2 separate regions of the Zea mays genome follow, and region 2 is linked to region 1. Evidence: chromatin contacts called from public Hi-C data. All regions are on one chromosome and are shown on one strand. Each heading gives the region's core, a stretch centred on a gene start, on an enhancer-like site or on the middle of the called end of the contact. The rest is flanking DNA. Distances are from core to core; before and after follow the strand shown.

What was found. A called contact is a pair of places that touch in the nucleus more often than the background predicts.
Region 2: a contact with region 1 is called in a Hi-C map of leaf, with 4 times the contacts expected there. The contact joins the promoter of LOC100282616 here to the promoter of LOC103653486 in region 1. A contact is called at or near these places in 3 of 25 Hi-C or Micro-C datasets (ear, leaf and tassel).

The regions. Positions count from the first base shown.
Region 1 is chr4:88,185,605-88,192,037 of Zm-B73-REFERENCE-NAM-5.0, forward strand. It overlaps LOC103653486, which reads right to left and starts at 2,023. Exons shown (of 2, transcript XM_008680376.3): 1 at 1,346-2,023; 2 at 1-1,110. The coding sequence starts at 1,458. The coding sequence ends at 999. LOC103653487 (replication protein A 70 kDa DNA-binding subunit A) reads right to left here and starts at 2,239. Exons shown (of 9, transcript XM_035967298.1): 1 at 2,033-2,239.
Region 2 is chr4:88,370,585-88,377,204 of Zm-B73-REFERENCE-NAM-5.0, forward strand. LOC100282616 (DCN1-like protein 4) reads right to left here and starts at 2,639. Exons shown (of 10, transcript NM_001155524.1): 1 at 2,409-2,639; 2 at 742-822; 3 at 165-249. The coding sequence starts at 2,460.

The DNA.
Region 1 (6,433 bases), core at 773-3,272:
GGGGCAATTGTCTGGTAAGGGTAGTAATGATCCTATTCGATGATGTATTTGGCCATTGACACGAAACACATATGGTCCCTCACCATCATTTATTTTTTTATCAATATTTCCCCCCATGGAAGTAAATGCAAACATGCTATTATATTGTCTTATTTTTTGTAGAAAATGTTTACATCTTGTGTCCATTTTTCGTTGTATTAATTCATTAAGAAAAGTTGGGGGTTCTTTATATTTTGGTATTCTGATTTTGCCATTTTTGCAGCAGTTCGAATATATTGGTTCCTGATTATTGTGTCTCGTCATGGATTTATTGCGTTCATTGAACCAGAAAATTGCATCGCAGTGTCTACATTTGTATTCTAGTTTACCAAGGTATGATCTGTCAGTGTATGATTCTTTCAGTTGCTGGATATACTCGGATGGGAAATCAACCATTCCATTATGGGAGTTCAAAAATCTTTGTATGCAGATCTTTTTGTTGGAGGGTTCACAGTTTTTAGACATCTTCCTCTTTCTAATCCTTTCACCGCGTCTTATTTTACTCTCTTCTCCAAAAAAGTTACTGCTCTGTAAGACTTGCTCACTTCTTTTTCTTTTCGTAGGGTGGTCAATATCAATGCCTTGTTTATGACTTCTTATTATTTTCCCCATGTCTATATCCTATGTGATGGATGCATGGGTCCAAAAAGATAAAATGAAAATATACTGTTAGTAACCAATGAATTGTACAAAAAATATTATATGCAATGACTATACATTGAAATGCACACAACTAAATTAAAGCTATAGTTACATGCATAGTACAATTGAATGTTACAAATACTGCTTTTATTAGCCAGTGTTATGTCTTTATTTATACTAATGCTATTCACATACTATGGAGATTTAGACCATTGGAAATGCACTTTGTAATACTTAACTTGGTGTTCTAAAACATAAGATAGGTGTTCTGAAACATAAGATATGAAATTGCACTTGGTAATACTTAGTGTGGTGTTCTAAAACAGAAGAGAGGTGTTTTGAAATAGAAGAGAGGGTACATATTTGAGCATATGTAGAGCCCAGGTACCTCGCTCTACAACATCAAGGATTATCTTGTCATTCATAAGGTACGCCGCTCTACAACATCAAGGCTTATCTCGTCATTTAGATTATGTAGGCTATATGCAAATATTCGTTATACATTGGTTGGATTGCACCCAATATTCTACTTCTTGTTTAAATTTTTGATGCTTTCGTTCCAACCTTTATTTTTATACTTTCTCATAGTCTGTCATTGTTGATTGAAGGTCACTTTTAAGAGCTATTGTCATATTGATTTTCCTCATTATTTATCTTTTTTAGAGTTAAAGGCCCTTTCTTCAGTCTTTCACTATTAAGACACAATTTCATGTTGCAAAGATCTTCAATGGATGATATTGATGACGATATATAAGGGATATCACTCTTGAGCCACATAAGCTTGATGAAGAGATTGTTGAATCTAATCTTGAGCTTGAAGCAGACTTTGTACAATTTAAATATGATGATCGATCACAAAAGGTACTTCATTCTGTTGCCACAAACATGTTTAGCGACAAGGAGATGTGCTGCTAAGTCTGTTTTTACATGGAAGATGGGAAATGGACATAAACAGTGAACATGAAGAAGGGTGTGCTAGATGGAAAGGAAACCGGTCAAGCTGATTGAATAAGAAGAAGTCTCTTAACTACTATAAATCCATCCATGAAATGGAGAAGATTAATGCTAAGCCACTTCAAGAAAAAAGGTTGGGTCTAGTCGTTGTTGTCTCTATACTGGCAAAGGGAATGCGGAGATACATTTCGAGAAGAAAAAGGCAATGATATGGAGGTGTTTTGTCTTTCATTGATAAAAAATTAGAAATGAGCAGGTGATGAATGTCACATGAATATATTTAGCTATTTCAAATGGAAACCAACTTTGTTATTGTACTGGCTTTTGTTCATAATAAAAACACAGAAGGCAATGGAAAATCTACATGCAAATGTTTTGCTAAAGCTTTGATTCATACCTTTTTGTCTTTGATGATCCGGTTGTGACTATTCCTCTCCTTCCTTTTTTTTTACTTTTTTCTTCCTCAAGCTGGGTCTGGGTTAGCTATACGTCTCGGCAGTCACTTTCCTTTTTTTATATATGTGCGCTGTTGTGACTCTTCCTCTTCTTTTTCTATTTCTACTTTTTTTTCTTACCTTTATCTTTCCTATGTGGGTTCCACTCTGGCCGACATGTGCATGCACTTTCTTTTTTATATAGCTTTAGACCCTTTCAGCGTTTGCCACGTTTCAGTTTCTGGAGATTTCCAGAGGGGCCCTTGCTGTATGGATGTTATCTGACGGATGACATTGTATCAAAGGATAGATCAACGGTATATAAATATCATGGTGACGTGGATGCTCTCCCCAGCGGCGAAAGTGCGCTGCTTTCGTTTTAAAAGATAGGAATCGCCTCCGCCGGACTGGAGGTGACAACCGTCAAGTACTAAAGCAATGACAATATGGATAATACGTCTTCCCCTTTTTAAAGGGCTTGTTTAAGAGCAAGATTGATACAGACGATTGAGTGACTACTTACTATTCAAAATTGAATAGTAAATAATTCTAACACTCTTAATCTCCTACATTATCCTTACTAATAAACAACCCTTAAGTTTATTCTAACTAAACATTTCTAACTTTAACCATTAATTTTAAAATTGCATATAGTAGTTCGCAACACGTGAAATATTATTATGAAATTATTCTACACATTGAAATCTAAACTATTAACCTTATGTTGTTTATCTATACAATCTTATTAAAATAATAATGGTTCAGACAGAAAAGTTTGATATAAATAAAAGTAATAATATGCATATAAAAAACAGTGATAATTGAGTTACCCGTTCAACTGGTTCCTTTTGACAGCGACACATTATATATATACTAGTCGGTTGTTCGTGCGTTGTGACGGCTCAAAACAATACTCGCGTAAACTATTCATAAAAAGATTTCAAGATTTTTTATTGATTTTGTCTCCGCTCTCCGCATAATATTTTTTGATTTGACTAACTCATGTTATTGTTTACTCTATCCAATATATCTTGGTACAACACGGTCAATGAAGGGAGCAATTAGAAGAGAGTTCACAACGACTGAATAAACGAAAGAGATTATAGAATGACATAATTCCACCATACAGAGACCAAACAAGAGGAAGTTTGTGAGTTCAAGTTTCTAAAATAAGTCACATGAACTCAAACTTATAAAAAAAGATAGATCAAAATATGGAGTGGTTGCTAAACGGGATGCGCTCTATACAAATTATTGTACTTCGTAGCAATTACTAACATTTAAAACCAACAAATAACTTTTTGTTTTACTGTTAGTGTGACAAATCATTGTTGCTTTATCCAATTCAGCAACTTCAAACACCATGGAGTCCATTGCGCCAATGTGGTCTCAGAAACGACCTAATGCTTGTAAGAGCCAAGAACACAAGAGATGAGCACCCTGTGGTAGTGCCCGCATAGATCTTCAAATCCTAACACATATTTTACAGGATTCATGAGCCATCATCAGAATAACACAAACCATGTGCGGATAATAAATAAAGTATTAACACACCCAATTTATGTTCAGTCCTTAGCACAACAAAAAACTAACACCCAAAACAACAGAGGAACAACACAATAATTTTTGTAATGACAGAAGGATGGGTTACAGGTACATAAAAGCGGTAGAAGCATACCGAGTCAACACCGTGGTAAGGAAAAGGCCATGTAGACAGGCGATGCCAAGCCATTGAATAGGTACCATAGACAGCAAATTAGTGACCCTCATCCCTCGCCTCCCCCACTTCTAAGGTTTCGTAGAGCAGAAAGGGAAGGGAAGAGGCGAGCATACATGTTCATTGCCGGAGAAGGACACGACAAATACCTAGACATCTAGAGGCGACATAGGTAGTATACCGCTAGATACATATAGGGAGAGAGCAAGCAAGCGAAGAAAGAAGCCCAGCCGGAGCAGCTCCAAACCAAGAGGCACTCGCACCAGGCATCAGTCCGAGAAGGGCGAGAGAATGCGACTTTCGGTGTTTAATGTCCGACCGCACCCCCGGGGGTACCCTCGTGGTGCTTTCGGGTAGGACGGTGTCATAGATCGTAACTCGATGGTTCGTGTCGTGGGCACGAGGAAGAGAGAGTCGGGCGATTTTCTACAGGTTCGAGCCGCTTTGAAGGGCGTAATACCCTACTTCCTGGTGTGGCTTTATATGTATGGTGTGTTTACAAGTGGTGTCTCCTGAATGGAGAGATGCTAATGAGATGAAAATGATGGGGTTCCCCCTAGGCCTTATATACATGACCGTAGGGCACTCCCTGCGCACATGTTGATCACACTCTTCCAGCTTATCTCCTAGCTAATTGCGAACATACTTTGCTTATCCTGAGGAACACCCGGTGGCTCCGTTCCGAGCTATCCCTGGTGTGTGAGGACGTCGGGTGCGGGAAAAACGAACAGCTTCCACGGGATCATGCCTAATCCCACGAACGATCCGGACTTAAGCCATCGCCTTCTTGGGTCGACCCATTTCAACTGTAGTCTTTGCCCGTCCCACGATGCGGCGACCTTGCAGGGCAACTAGCTTGTGGCCTCGAGCAGGGTTTTCGCCTTCTAATGGACCCGGGGGATATATGTCCCCCACAGCGACTACCTTCCCAGCCCTGGACCCACCGAGGCGACACACCACCACCACCAACTCCGTAGCATATGCGATTGTTGCCGCTCTACGGGTCTTGGTTGTCCAATATCTTAGATCTGGACTCATCATCACCAAGATAACCTAAGCGTGGCAAGCGCCACCGTGTCCTCCTTGGTGGCACGCAACGAAGAAAGGCTAGGAGGACTTGCTCTGTACCTGTATCGACGAGCATCGGTCGGCTCGCAGTTGTGACCGTGGGTGGGGGCAGTAGGTTGGGGAGGAAGAATGGGGCGAAGGCCGGGAAGACGAACAAGACGTCCGACGACGGTGAAAACGATGGTGCGCGCATGCTGCGAAACGTCCTCGTGGACGTGCAATAGCCACTGAGCGGGTCGATGTCGGGGCTGGTGTCGCGAATACGGGGAGGAGGCCTCTGCTCCCACGCCCTCTACCGAGAATGGGGTGGCGCAGAGGCGGAGACATGAGGGGGAGAGAAATGAAGCATGATGGCAAACGAGGTGGCGACAACTGAGGTGAGGACCATCATTATCGCGTGGAGGTATAAATGTCCAAATGGCCTGTGTCTGGCTGGCCGGCCCGAGGCACGGTCCATTTAATAGTGCACGGGCAAGCCCTGCACGAGCTTCGTGTCGTGCTTGGGCCGTAGCCTCAACCCGTACTGCTGGCCCGACCCGACACGATTATATTTTTATTTTACAAAAATTCGTATATACATATATACAATTTATATTTAAAATTAAAGCACCTAAGCATGATGTTCTGCTGGTTAGATGGCTTCACCTAGTGTCTCTCGCCCTTCTTCCATCAGGGTTCGAACCCCATCTCCTGCATCATTTTTAACATTTTACGATGATTTAACCAAATGGCCCGACGATCTAACGAGCTAGTTCAACACAGTCAGCAGGCCGCGTGTGGAGGTTGGTTGCGCGGAGGGGACGAGCGTGATTAATTTGAAATAGATGTGAGGGGTTATTTGTAAAAAGATGACGTGGAACGACCATTAAAACTGATGCTTTAATATAGTAGATATATATATATATAGGATAAAGGTAATGGAAGCCCTAGGCTTCGATTAGTAGGGGAAGTCCCAGCCAGGACGCAGATAGGCCACCACCCGCGCGATTGTGTCAGCATTTATGATAGTATAATCGAATTATAGAATTTGCATATATCATGCAACGAATCTGGGAAGGCAGTTCACCTATGCATGCGTCAACATTTATACCGGGATAAATAGATTGAATAATGTGCATAAACCATGCAAAAAGAATCTGTTGATGCGCAAATCATGTGTGACGACTTTACAAGTTTGTTCAGTGTTTACAACTGCATAAGAACATGAAACGTAACAACATAAACCATGCAATATCGCGACGTCAGACCATTTATGCTATTGTATATACGTGACCAGTTTGTGCGTAGATCTGGGTTGGATTGAGATTAGGAAAGTAGTGCTGTAAATTCGCGATAAATGTGGGACGGTTACCGCATAAAACGTTGATCTGTTTCGTTACGACGAATGAGGCACAAATTACAACGCGAAAATCACGCGCTCCGATCGTGCTAGGGTTCTGGCTAGGGTGCATTTAAGCATAAAACATGAACCAAAATAGCGTAAATGAATACAAAATTTATGTAAATTATCGGTCTGTTTTGTAACGGCGAATGTGGCACTTGCTTTTTAGTGTAAGCGTAAAACACAACAAGAAGTATC
Region 2 (6,620 bases), core at 1,389-3,888, 190 kb after region 1:
GATATGGTAATATGGTTCACAACAAAATTGGAGCTATTAGCTAAGCTCGTTAACAAACAAACAAAAAAAATTGTCCACACACCACCCATAAGGTACAAAGAGGATTTTCATGAGCAGCAAACATAAAGTGGCAAAGCATTGAGAATCACTGGACAAAAGCTTACTCAATCATGCCAGATGAGTTATCAGCGTAAGTATAGAAAAATTGATCAATCCGTTCTACTTCCTTGGAAACTGCTTTAGTAGGGCCTGGAAATAATGGTGAAAATGTTCACAAACAGATAAATATAAAACATATGTATAGATGCAAAAATTAAGTTGATGACAGTAATTACATGTTTACGTTAGATAATTCCAGTTTCTAGATGATAGCTCAGGAAAGAAACAGAAATTATAGAAAGTAACAGCTTGATATATTCCAAAATTTCAAATACCGTATGAGGCCCACTCATCCATTTTGCAAACAATAGAACAAGACAAACATTGTTCCCGTCATGTGCACATTGTGTATTTGTGGGGTCAATTTATACAGAAGACATCATAGCACTCTGTAAAGGCTTAAGGTTAGCCTAAGAACACTGGTAGTTGAACACGACAATGACCATGTTTTGTAGGGAGACACAAATCCATGCATGTAGAAAACTAGAAATATAATCATGCACACTCTTAGCACACCAAGATAGAAAAAAAACAAGCAATTTTACAATTAATTGATGAAGAAAAGGAATCAGTGAAGCTCACCACGTTGTGCTTTCCTGCTGGTCAGGTTTGTACTGACTCCTTTTCTTTTTCTGTTTTGTTTTTCATTTACTTGTTCCACACCTAAATATAGTTGTTTGTTTAGTATTCATTCATATATTTATACCCTAAAACAGAGATCACAGGATCCCCCACTCCAATGCATTTGATGAACAATATACTGAGATGGTTAAAAAAAGGAGACCCAGTGCTGGAGGCTCCCACAAGAATGGGGTCCGGGGAAGGATAAACCGAGGCAAGCCTTCTCCACTCAAATGGGGAGAGAACCCGCGAACTGGTGATTCAGTGAGACAGCTCTTGTCACTACACCAGGCCTGCCCTACGATGGGTAGATGTAGTAAAAATGAAAGCTAAAACTAACCAAGCACAAGATCAGCTGATGGGTAGATTATTTGGAATTAATTAACGAACTTGTATTTACATGATAAGAACTTGATTAAGCTTCTCAAATTCAAGGATTCATGCAGTGTAATTGAATATTAGAAAGTACCGTGTGAAATCATGAGAGCTAATTAAATGCCCATGCACAAAGAGAAAAGGCAAACAGGTCAATTGGGAGATGAGCCAGCATAAGAGGATCTGGGTTAAGTGAGAAAGCAAAAGAAGAAGAGCACAATGTCAAGCTAGTGTTAATTGCAATCACATACAAATTAGGTTAATCATCTTAATTATGAAAAGAAAGCCATTCTTGTAGTTCCTTACCATCACACAAAATTACCGAAGAAAGATTCAATCATGAAATTTAACTTCCTGCAGTTATCAACCTAGTAACATCTCCAACAATGCCTTAAATTAGTGCTTCAAATTGAAATATGAGGCTCTACGTAGAAAAAACTACTCCAACAGTTCCTCATTTTATAAAATTTGGTTAAAAAATTATAGGGCACACTCTCAAGTGCCTCAAATATACTACACCGTAGTGTGCTGCCTTATAATCTAGATTTGAGGCTTTACCGTTGGAACGGGATGTTTTGTTGGTGCCCTAAAGTCTATAAAATATACTTATTTTTAAATTATAGGGCATTTCTATAGGTCACGTTGTTGGAGATGCTCTTAACTAAAAGGGGTTATATGGCCAACACAGTGATAACAACTAACAAATACTTCCTTAATTTGAGGGGAAAGCATACAGTTCACACCTAAAACCGCAATCTAAGGTTCTCATAGTCTAGAAATCACAAGAAACGCAGTAAATTGAGTCATTAGTGCGAGTTTTTGCTCTTTATCTTTACATGCAAATAAATTCACATAGATTGGCAAAGAATAGACCTGCAGATTGCATCCTTTTACAACGAAGACACATCTGTTACCATCAGATAGAAGGAATCCAAGGCGAATTCCACATCAAATTCAGCCCAAGATTCAAGAACCCTTTTACAACCACCACAACGCCAAATCGCCAAAATAATAGCCTGAATCTACCACCACACCCTCCCAATCTCGAGATGGACGATTCATAGCTCCCACATACCGAATTTGACGATCGAAAAACCGTACTATCGAGTGCGCTCCAGCACAGCGCAGCCTCGAGATTGGATCTTCCAGAGGAAACCCGCATCCAATCGGGAAAACAGAAACCCATCCGCGGAACTAGCGAGCCGATCAAGGAACTAGGGGAAGGAGGGAGGGATCCAGGGGTGGGGCGTTACCAGCGCTGGCGGTCGCCGTAGACGACGACGATTTCTTCGAGGTGCGCCTCATGGCGGCGGCAGGCTGGCTTGCTCCTGAACCCACCTTCTTCCGTCTCTGATTCGGGACCACCTCAGGTTCTCCTCTTCACCTCGCGACTAGTTCTTCCTTCTCGGTTGGCGAGTCCCGAGTTCGCTGTCGGGGGCCTCGGGGGAGCCGGAGAGAAGGGGAGGAAGAGTGGAAGACTAGGAGGGGCGCTGGTGGAGGTGGAACCCTTTGTTCTTATAGGATTCGGCCCACGTGCGGGCCCGGATGGATACACGGGCCACCGCAGGTCCGCAGACTATTTCAGCATACTGCATACTTACGCGGTGCCTATTTAATACTCGTACGATATGAATTAAACTTTATTAAAAAACAAACACTCTCTAAAATAACATTAGGTGCTAATTTAGTGACCAAAGAAAAGAAGAAGAAAAATCTTCTTACTATTTAATTTTAAATATGAAAAGAATTTCTCTCTTATTTCCATGGTCATCAAACCAGTCTTAGGTGTGGTCGTGTAAACATGACTGAGATCTTACTTTTAACGGATCCGTTTTTACCAAGATCTCACAACCTTTTTCAATTTCACATTTAAAAATATTTAAAATCTTAAAACTATATTCATGAACAAAAAATGTAAAATGGTGATTGTCTCCTAACAATGGACAACATAGATTTAATTATAGAAAATTAAACTTTCTTCGCATAGGGTTCTAGAGATGACCTAGTGGTACCACTAGAGGGAGAGGTGGCATGCCCCTCCCCTATATAAATTATTTTTTTTGTAGGGTAGTGTCGTGGTTCCGGAAACCGGGGACACAGTATAATTTATGATTCGACAGAGGAGGTTAGCACGGATAAACTCTGAATGGTGAGTCGAGTGACTCGAGAGGGTTTATATTGATTCAGCCAAGTGCTCTACGTTCAGTGTAGTGTTGATCTTGTATTCCTCTAAGGGGCCGGTGGGCCTAAAACGTGTTACAAGGTGTGTAGGTGAGAGAGTGAGTGAGAGAAGAGCATAGTTTAGCCTAATTTTGCCCCATGTTCCTATTTTGTCGTCCCCCTTTTATAGTTCAAGGAGGAGGCTTGTATGGAGTGAGGTTGGTTACAATGGATGAGAGTGGGGCCTACTATTCATCGGAGCTCTTTTGGTGATGTCGCCTTCTGATGCGTGCGTAGGCACACGCGCGAGATGGTGTGTCGCTCCGCCGAGTCCCATCTGAAGAACCTTGTTCTCAATGCAGGCTCTGGTGGGTCCCATATCACAGTGTTGAGGATGTCGTAGGCCGTACATGTGTATGCCCTGTTGGGGACTTGTTCTTAACAGCTATGAATTAAGAACAAGGCAACATAGAAATTGTTAAATGTTATATTCCTTCGTCCTTCGAAGCATTATTTCCCTTGGGATATAATGGATTCCGAACGAAGGTTATGAAGATCACACCTTCATAAGCACAACAAATAATGAAGAAGGATTTATATAAAATATGAAAAATAATTTAAACACATGATTGTTATCATTAACTTGTTTCTATTTCATTATTATAGAAATAATGACAAATTACAAAATGTACCTTCGACTTGAAGGAAAGTAAAAATACCAACGTGAAGCAAAAGCAAATGCCCAATGCGTAATTACAGGAGCGCGTGAACAGTACAGGGGTACTGTTCACCTATTTATAGGCACAGGGCGCAGCCTGTGTATAATTACATTTATGCCCTTTACAATGAACTACAATAATGACATAGAATATCATGGGTCTTTAAGTCATTTCATCTTTAAGTCGGTTCACCCCTTCGTCTTGAGACATGTCACTGTGTCGAAGCTTTATAGTCGATAGCTTCGGCGCTGCTTTGGAGAGGATCTGCCGAAGGTGTTTATTTCTTTAGGATCTTCGGCTACGAAGCATACCCCCAACAGTAGCTCGTTCGCGGTGCTAGATCGTTTTTCGTAACGAGCTTGATCCGTGAAAAATCTTCTAGGCTTCGGGATGCCGAAGATCCAAAAAACACCTTCCCTGAGCTCGTTGGCGAGAAACGATTAAAATAATCGTCGCACGCGCGACCCATCTTGCACCAATTACGCGCTCGCCAGCGATTCACCTTCTCGAACTATGTGGCCCACCGTTCAGTGAGTGCGGGTCACTGTTTGTTCGGTGCTGGAGACCTTGCCGATTCACCTTCCCACCTGCAGCACTATATAAACAGACGGGTAGGTGTGAAGTTATCACAGCATTCATTGCTACTGTACTGTTTTGCTGCCAAATTTTTAGTCATAGCCGAAGCTTGATCATCGTGCTCAGACGAAACCTCGCTTGTGAATCTGCTTCGGCACAAGTGTAAGAGCTTCGGAAAAAACAAAAAAGCCAACACCAAAAATTTCAAGTAAGTCATAATCAAATGGACAGAGTTCGCTCTACTGCAAGAGTCGATCGTGAGGGAGACGAGACCGAAGCTGTTGAAACTGTTCCTATTTCGGAAGTAATGAAGCGATCTAGGTTGGTAACACCGGAAGACGTCCCTGCTGCCGAAGCAGAGCAAGCTGGTATTGAAGAGACCGATTCTGAAGATGATTACAACATCGCAGTGCCGAGCAAGCCTAGCCACCGGGACTTCGGAAAGTCCACCATCTCCGAAGCTGATTTTCCTAAGATGGTGAAGTTGGGCTATTTTAGCGAAGATAAGAAAGAGTTGATTCGCTTCGGTGGAGAAGAAACTACTCTGAAGCCCGAAAAAGATGAAATAGTAGTTTTCAAGAGTTTCCTCAAAGCTGGTTTGAGATTCCCTTTAAATAGGATGATTGCCGATGTGCTAAAGAAGTTTGGGATCCACTTTAATCAATTAACTCCTAATGCTATCGTTAGGCTTAGTGTTTATATTTGGGCTCTCCGAAGCCAGGGGGTGGAACCGTTTGCCGAAGGTTTCTGCCGGGTGCACGAGCTACATTACCAAACCAAGGCCAGAAAGGATGGGTTACATGAAAATTTTGGTTGTTACAATTTTGCTTACCGGAAAACTACAAAATTTCCTGTGATCAGCTACCAAAGCAAGTGGCCGGCAGGTTGGAAATCGGAATGGTTCTACGTCAAAGTTGACGACGACAAGGAGAAGCTGGTCCAGAATCCGCTTGAACTGATCTTCGGAGAGACCAGACCCCAATGCAATATGACACCAGAAGGTCCAACCCAAACTGCGCTGGCTGAATTCAGGATTATCGCAGAGCACATTGGTACTAGAGATTTAGTGCAGGAGTTTCTGGCTTTCAAAATATTTCCAACTATGAAGGAATGGGCTATGCCGAAGCTTGAAGGAGAGAAGAAAGAGGGGGAACTTGTCCGACTGCCCTACCACTACAAGTTCAAGAAATATTTCAAAGCACCCTGCCAAGAATGGCTCGAAACAATTGAAGTAATGTGCACCGAAATTCTTGGGAATTATTCTAAAAAAGAAGATCAATTGATGACAGCTGCCTTCGGCATCCGACCGAAACGAAGGCTAAACAGGGTACTGGATGCTATATGCTTTGAATATCCTGATTATGAGCGACTTGACAAGGGTGCCGAAGGGCAAAAAAGAAAAAGAATAGCTGGCGCTTTGAACAAAGACGACGAAGATCAATCAAAGAAGAAGAGACAAAAATTTGAATCGAAAGTATTAACTTCGAAGAAAAGAAAGGACTCAATCCCAGAACAAAAATCAATTGATGAAGAAGAGAAGACTTCTGTGACATCTTCTGATGCTGAAATAGAGGAAATTCTAAAGGTAATGACTGAAACTCTGTCTGTCAAACTAAGTCCATTGGGGCTTCATCTGACGAAGCTTTTCCATAATGAAAAGGAGCCCACAAAGACAAAGGCATCTAGGCCAAAAAAGCAAAGGATTGTTACCGTGACAGAAGTGATTGAAACACCACCACCAAGAGCTCCAGCTCCGAAGGTGCCGGCAATTGAAAGCATGACAGCTACTGAAGCTGTACCTTCGGAAGCTGTCACATAAGAAGCCAGAGCCGAAGATGCCAACTCCGAAGGTATTAATTTAGAGAGCATTGCCGCTGATATAGATAAAATGCTGCTAAACATGGCCGCTGAATAAACTGCTGCAGCCACCGAAGAGACCACGGCCGCCAAACCCGAGAAAGAAGGAATAACCGAAGATACTTCGGAAGATGAAACTTTTGACTTCCGAAA